Regions from separate parts of the Mus musculus genome. Here region 1 is linked to region 2. The links are chromatin contacts, called in public HiChIP or PLAC-seq maps. All regions are on one chromosome and are shown on one strand. The core of a region is the stretch at or near the end of the contact, and the rest is flanking DNA. Distances in the headings are between cores, read along the strand shown.

The links. HiChIP or PLAC-seq counts read pairs in DNA pulled down with a chosen protein or histone mark.
Region 1: a contact with region 2 is called in an H3K27ac HiChIP or PLAC-seq map of large pre-B cells, with 2.3 times the contacts expected there. The contact joins two enhancer-like sites. A contact is called at or near these places in 3 of 484 Hi-C or Micro-C datasets (Th17 cells, neural stem cells and pancreatic cancer cells), 2 of 115 datasets of contacts at active chromatin or transcription factors (embryonic stem cells and large pre-B cells) and 2 of 9 other capture datasets (embryonic stem cells and liver).

What each region holds. Positions count from the first base shown.
Region 1 is chr9:112,206,599-112,210,022 of GRCm38.p6, reverse strand. The region is part of intron 1 of Arpp21 (cyclic AMP-regulated phosphoprotein, 21); the gene reads left to right. Among named protein-coding and RNA genes, the nearest start is that of 2310075C17Rik, 19 kb to the left of the region's middle. Within about 2 kb of position 2,037, at least 84 of the 459 cell types and tissues checked have an H3K27ac peak or open chromatin away from gene starts, as enhancers often do. A contact at or near this core is called in neural stem cells, where this site is marked.
Region 2 is chr9:112,100,485-112,104,145 of GRCm38.p6, reverse strand. The region is part of intron 19 of Arpp21 (cyclic AMP-regulated phosphoprotein, 21); the gene reads left to right. It overlaps Gm51694 (a long non-coding RNA gene), which reads right to left. Exons shown (of 3, transcript XR_003948255.1): 1 at 1-3,661. Among named protein-coding and RNA genes, the nearest start is that of Gm51694, 15 kb to the right of the region's middle. Within about 2 kb of position 1,540, at least 59 of the 459 cell types and tissues checked have an H3K27ac peak or open chromatin away from gene starts, as enhancers often do. A contact at or near this core is called in neural stem cells, where this site is marked.

The sequences.
Region 1 (3,424 bases), core at 788-3,287, 110 kb before region 2:
CTTCAAGCCTGAGGCTGGGCATTCCATTCTGATCCCCCAGAACCAAGAGGGCAGGTGGCATGGTGCTATGCAGCCCTGGGCAGATGGCGAGAGACAGATCACTGGCCAGCCGGCATGGCTTGATTAGCAAGCTCCAGGCCAATCAGAGAACTTGTCTTAAAACACAAATTGAACAGAACCTGAAGGGTGAACTCAAGGTTGACCTCTGACCTCCACATATGCATACACACCTGCACGTGTACAAACAAGCACCCACGTACATGTTTGCAGTCTCTCCCTCCCCCCCCCTCTCTCTCACACACACACACACACACACACACACACACACACACACACAAGAACATACACCAGTACATGAGCACACCTCTAGGACCACTTGTTCTACAAGGGAGATGTGTGTCTATAACCTGAATTCCACACCAGGTACTATTCTGTGAAGGCTGAGCACAAGGGTATCTCAACCCAGTGCTAAAGAGCGCTTCCTTTACATCATGACCGGGGAGAAAAGCCTTGACTGGAGTCCAGCAAGTTACCAGCGTACCTGTCTGTGAGAGGTTTGTAAGCACCTCACACTGCCCCTGGGCATACTCACTCACTTCCGGATCAGCGTCTCCCACCTGACCTGCAAGTGAGCAGGCCAGTGTGTGTGTGTGTGTGTGTGTGTGTGTGTAACTATAATTTACTCCCAAAGATGAAATTTTAGATATCATCATTTTTATTATGAAAAATGTGTCAGCACTTGCACAAAACAGGATCCCGTGTTTTGAGCCTCCATGTGCATAGAAGAGTGTCAGTATTTTGCCTTTTTCCATTCTAGACCTATCATCAACAGCGCCAAGCATAGCCACTCGCGTTGCTGGGTGGACCAGGAGGGAGGGTTGTGGTTTCAGCGCATGGAGAGAGTTGCCAGTGGCTGAAATCAGGCCTGTTTTTTAGTCGCCTTAACTGACTAAGAGTAAAGGTATCGGGGCCATATTTCTGAGAAGTGGGGAGTCCACTGTGCAGCCTTGGGCAGGGCGAGCTGTCCACTTTTGTTTCCAAGGTTCGGATTCTACAGAAACCCAAGGACCCGGATCTGACACTGACACTCAAGGCTCCCTCGGAGTCCTGTGGCCTCAAAATATCATGCTCTGCGTCCTAGGCTACTCGAAGGCACAGAACATCCAACGTGCTTGTTTCATTTCGTCCATCTGTGTTGTCTGTGCACGCAGTAGCATATGCACATACGTGTATTGTGTGAGTGAAGGCCACAGACAACCTTGCAGATCCTTCCTAGGAAACTGTCAGCCTTTTTCTTAGGACAGTGATTCTCACTTACCCAGAACTCCGTGACTAGAGGAGACTTCCTGGTTATGGAGTCTGAAGCATCTTCAAGTCTTTACCTATGCAGCAGTGATATTACAAGCATGTGTTGCCATGCCTACCTTTTTAATATGAATACTAGGGATGAATGTGGGTCCCCACCATTTGGAGTCATACATTTTACCAGCTGAACTATGTTTTCCCTTGGTGTGTGTGTGTGTTTGTGTGTGTGTGTGTGTGTGTGTGTGTGTGTGTGTGTGTGTGTGTGTGTGTGATGCTGTCTAGTAGAGGGGCCTCCTTTCAGAAGTCAGTTAGTCTAAAAGTGACTTGAACAACCCCCTGCCCCCCACCTCATGTTTCTGGCAGATTTTCATCCCAGCATAAAACCAAAATGAAAACCTCTGCTTGGAATAGGAGTATGTTACAGAAAGCCTGCAGGGAATGCTGAAGTACGTTTGGAATCTGACATAAACCCTGCCACTTGAGCACACAGTTCTGATGCCCCACAATTCAAATCCACAGATGATTGCCGGAAGTGTTGAAGATGACCTCCCGTGCCCAGCTCTGTCCTCATCGGGAAAGGCCCAGGCATGCCTCTGAGTGAACTGGCAGCTGCTGTGCCTCTGCAAAGGGAGCAGGCTGCTGCTGGTTGGTTGGCTCTGGAGCAGGTGGCATGGGGTGGGGGCGAGGCTACAGCATTTCCTCTTTAAGGTGGTAGCCAGCTGCTTCCTTGGTCATGTGCCCCAGTGAGTGCCTGCAGGAGGCAGGGGGCCAGGAGTATAGCTGATACAGCAGCCAGCTCCCTGCAGCTGCTGCTCTGTTCTTTGAGCGAAGCATCTCCAGGCCTCTGTGTGGCCTGAGCTGGCATTTAGGGAGGGGCAGCAGAGGAGTGAATACTCTGACTTAAGTGACTTAACCCAGCTGCTGTGCTCCCCGTCCTTGTGTGTGTGTTTGTGTGTGAGTGTGTGTGTGTGTGTGTAGCATAACTGAAGTGACACTTCTCAAAATTCAAATTCCTGAGAAGTTTACAACAGCAAGAAACAGAGGCCAATCTTTTTTTTTTTTTTTTTTTTAATTTTTTTTTATTTATTTTTTTTTTAATTAGGTATTTAGCTCATTTACATTTCCAATGCTATACCAAAAGTCCCCCTTACCCACCCACCCCCACTCCCCTACCCACCCACTCCCCCCCTTTGGCCCTGGCGTTCCCCTGTACCGGGGCACACAAAGTCTGCGTGTCCAATGGGCCTCTCTTTCCAGTGATGGCCAACTAGGCCATCTTTTGATACATATGCAGCTAGAGTCAAGAGCTCAGGGGTACTGGTTAGTTCATAATGTTGTTCCACCTATAGGGTTGAAGATCCCTTTAGCTCCTTGGGTACTTTCTCTAGCTCCTCCATTGGGAGCCCTGTGATCCATCCATTAGCTGACTGTGAGCATCCACTTCTGTGTTTGCTAGGCCCCGGCATAGTCTCACAAGAGACAGCTACATCTGGGTCCTTTCAGTAAAATCTTGCTAGTGTATGCAATGGTGTCAGCATTTGGAAGCTGATTATGGGGTGGATCCCTGGATATGGCAGTCTCTACATGGTCCATCCTTTCATCTCAGCTCCATACTTTGTTTCTGTAACTCCTTCCATGGGTGTTTTGTTCCCACTTCTAAGGAGGGGCATAGTGTCCACACTTCAGTCTTCATTTTTCTTGAGTTTCATGTGTTTAGGAAATTGTATCTTATATCGTGGGTATCCTAGGTTTTGGGCTAGTATCCACTTATCAGTGAGTACATATTGTGTGAGTTCCTTTGTGATTGTGTTACCTCACTCAGGATGATGCTCTCCAGGTCCATCCATTTGGCTAGGAATTTCATAAATTCATTCTTTTTAATAGCTGAGTAGTACTCCATTGTGTAGATGTACCACATTTTCTGTATCCATTCCTCTGTTGAGGGGCATCTGGGTTCTTTCCAGTTTCTGGCTATTATAAATAAGGCTGCTATGAACATAGTGGAGCATGTGTCCTTCTTACCAGTTGGGGCTTCTTCTGGATATATGCCCAGGAGAGGTATTGCTGGATCCTCCGGTAGTACTATGTCCAATTTTCTGAGGAACCGCCAGACTGATTT
Region 2 (3,661 bases), core at 291-2,790:
TACAAGTCTTTCTCCCTCCATTAAAAATGAGAAGATGTAGCTCCAAGTATGTAGCCCTGTTGTAAGAATGCTTGCCTCATATGCATGAGATCTTGAATTCAAATCCATCATCTGGGTGGATACACAACTGTAGCCCAGGCACTCAAGAGCTAGAGGCAGGGCAGTCAGAAGTTTGAGGTCATCCTTGGCTATATAGAGTGTGAGGTCAGCTGGGGATAGAGAAGACCTGGTTTAAAATAATATTAATAATAATAATAACAACAATAAATAATAATGATATAAAATGTAGCAAGACAAACATAGAAACTGAACATTCTAAGAAGGTGAGCCGACTGAGTTCTAATTCTGGAAATATTACACAGCAAGTTCGTAGATGACCTGAGCGACCTGGAGCATTCGGCTTCCTGGAAGCACCGGGAAATCAATAACCCCACACCACTTGAGATCTAAAGTTCAACTTCTTTGCAGCATATCGATCCTTCGGTCTCTGATTGCTGCCTTCCTCAGAGCAATGATGAATATGCACACACAGTGGCTGGCTTCTCTCGTACCCCACTGCTGAGCCTGTCAGTCACAGAAGGGAGAGCCACAAGCCCACTCCTTCTCCTCCCTTCTGCGGAGTTGCTACCTGCTCAGCTGACACCACAGGAATCCAAGCAGGCTGAGGCCAATGCCCCCTCTGCAGGATTAGCTCCCCAGTACAAATAGAGATGAAAAAACATGTTAATGTCATTTATTTTCTAATATTTTTCTCTCACCATGCCCACCTTTCTTCTCATGTGGATTAATCCAGTGAAACTTATTTTCCTACCTTCAGATGCTCAGTCTGTGATGGCTCTGATGCGGTATCTTCCAAAGTATCTTAACTTGCTGGTGTGGGTCTCATTCACTGTAAACTGAAGAAAGATAGTTGGGGCAGAAAAATCAATGTTGTTTTGGCCACGTGTCCCTTCCAGTATAGCCAACAGACACTTGTACTTTGAATTAAAATGTCAATAATTTAAATTACCCAAATAGGAAGAGTGAGCCTGTGTCCCCATCCTGTTCAGTAACACTGCAGCGCTGTAGGAATCTCCTTCCATCTCAGTAATGAGATGGAATAGAGCAAGAAATCCTGTGCATGATTGTGTGTACTTACAGATTTCAGAAGCCTATGAAAAGATACTAAGCCAGGGTTTGTTAAGGGGATGGCGAGAATCAGACTAACAAGAGTCCAAGCCCCCTTCCTTTGCTCATTATTATTGGCTTGTGTGACAGTAACTGGGTATAAATTATGTAGTTCAGTAATACCAGCTCCCAGCATCAACATGAGCTATCCTCCTGCCTCAACTCCCAGCCCCGAGGGTTTGTGGCATTGTTCTAAAGACTGTCAACTTGAATTCTTTCCATTTGCTTCTCGGTTGACAGGCAGCATTCGTAAAGGGACAGCTGCCATGTGGCTGTTTCTGTTATATTTGTAGCAGGAGCCTGGCTTGGGTTTGGAGAGCCTCTGGGGAGGCTGAGCCTCTGAGGAATCACAACAGATGGCTTTATTGAGGAGCTAACAGGCGTGGGAGTAGATGCAGGAAGTGGAAAGACACACCAGCTGGGAGTTGTATGTCTGCTAGTCCTAAAGGAACTTGATGGGGACTTCATGATTGCCTGAGCTATATTATGTACATAGAAAAAAATGGAGATGAAGATGTTGTGAAATCAAATTATAATTGTGAAGACTTTAAAATGAAGGAGCCTGTCACTGCCCTGTGAATGGGAGACTCATCCTCTGGCAGCGCCTGTGAATGGGATACCAATTAGCCAAGGCATAGTTGGGCATGAAACCTGGTAGTAGGATGTTTATCTAGAAGGTGCAGTGCTCTGGGTTCAATCCACAGTGCCAGCAAATGAACAAATAAATTGGAGATCTGGGTGGATAGCTCTGTGGGTAAAGCGCATGCCATACAACTGTGCTGACCAGAGTTCAGATCCCCAGGAGCCACATTAAAAAGCTAGCTGTGGTAGAGCACATGTTCAATCCCAGATCTCCTCCACTGAGATGGGAGGTGAAGAAAAGAGAACAGCCAGAAGCCTGAGGGTCAGGGAGCCTGCGTCATACAAAAAAAAAAAAAAAAAAAAAAAAAAAACGAGGTGAAGATGAGCCTCAGAGGTTTTCCTCTAACTTTCACACCAAAGAAAACGTGAGATTATTGCTGGAATATACATGGCCCCACTGCTGGCTTACACACAGCCCCACTCCTTACCGCACCTCCTATCCCCAACAACGATTTAAAAGAAAAAATCTAGCTAAGAGAAAAACATTCTTTCATGATTCCTAAATAACTGATTTTTTTTAAAGTTAGGTATTTTCTTCATTTACATTTCCAATGCTATCCTAAAAGTCCCTCATGCCCCCCCCCCACTCCCCTACCCACTCACTCCCACTTCTTGGCCCTGGCGTTCCCCTGTACTGGAACACCAGGGCCAAATAACTGCTTTTGAAATCATATTGTGCCTGCTTTTAGACTGGTGTGTGGAAGGGTCATGCAGAGCACTAATAAATGGGGACTTGGGGAGTCACAAATTCCTCTAATTGCCAATGTCTAGCCAAAAATGATTCTGTTTGGGTGGGGCAGATGCATTCCTTCAATCTTAACAAAAGCTTCCTTTCTCTTTAAACACAATGGATTCTAAAACTCAACGTAGGTCAGTTCAGTTCCTATGATATGCATTCTTCAGCAATTAATATGGCATTAATATTTAAGAACCACTGGCCTGAAGCAAATCTTACTTTGAAAAGTATTCTGAGTTTTGTTTCCTTCCCAGTGTTCAAAGGGAACTCCCATCGGTGAGAATGCCATGGGAACTGGGCTGAGCATGAATATCCATCTATACTTTCAAAAGCATCTCTAGGTCACCAGAAATAGCATCTGATGCAGCCAGCAAAGGTTTGCTTCCCTGCTTGGTCTTTAAGAGTGTGTTCAGAGGTGTTTACGGGTAGGAACATAGGCAATCAAATGGAGGGAAGGTACTAAAATGTGAGATCTGTTAGCAGGCTTGGGTACTTATGATGCAAAGACACTCACAAGATATTAATGGATGCTTCCTTATACAGTATCACCACAACAGGAAGTCAGAGAACTTCCTGTAACATCTACCACAACAGGAAGTCAGAGATTCTGAGGCATCAGCTGGAGGAGGCTGGCAGCAAAGCTAGGTTACACTCTGTTGCTGTTTTTTTCTAATTCCAGTTTAAAGGGAAATGTTTTTATAGCTCCAAGTGAAAAATAATCTCAATAGATTGAAGAACCAACAAAGTTTTTTATTCTTAGATGATAAAAAGGGAACCTAGGAAGAAATGGATTTCTAGGGTGCGGAATCAAGAAAAATCAGCGCTACTGGGCCCTGAAGATGTTCCCCCAACACATAAAAAAATGATATCAGTCCTTTGTTTCTGAGAGTGTAGTTTTAAAATGAAAACATAACACCAACTTTGTACTGAATGTTTACTGAGCCCCAGATAGTGCCAGGCAGGAATCCAATTATGATCGCAGAGAGAGCCCTAGGGGTCATTCCACAGTGAAGCTATTTCCAGCACTGCTCTAAGCATCCTTTCAGATGGGCTATGATCCCATCAGTGTTCAAAGAATGAAGAGCATCTTCAAAATGGAGAGCAGTTAGCATTAAA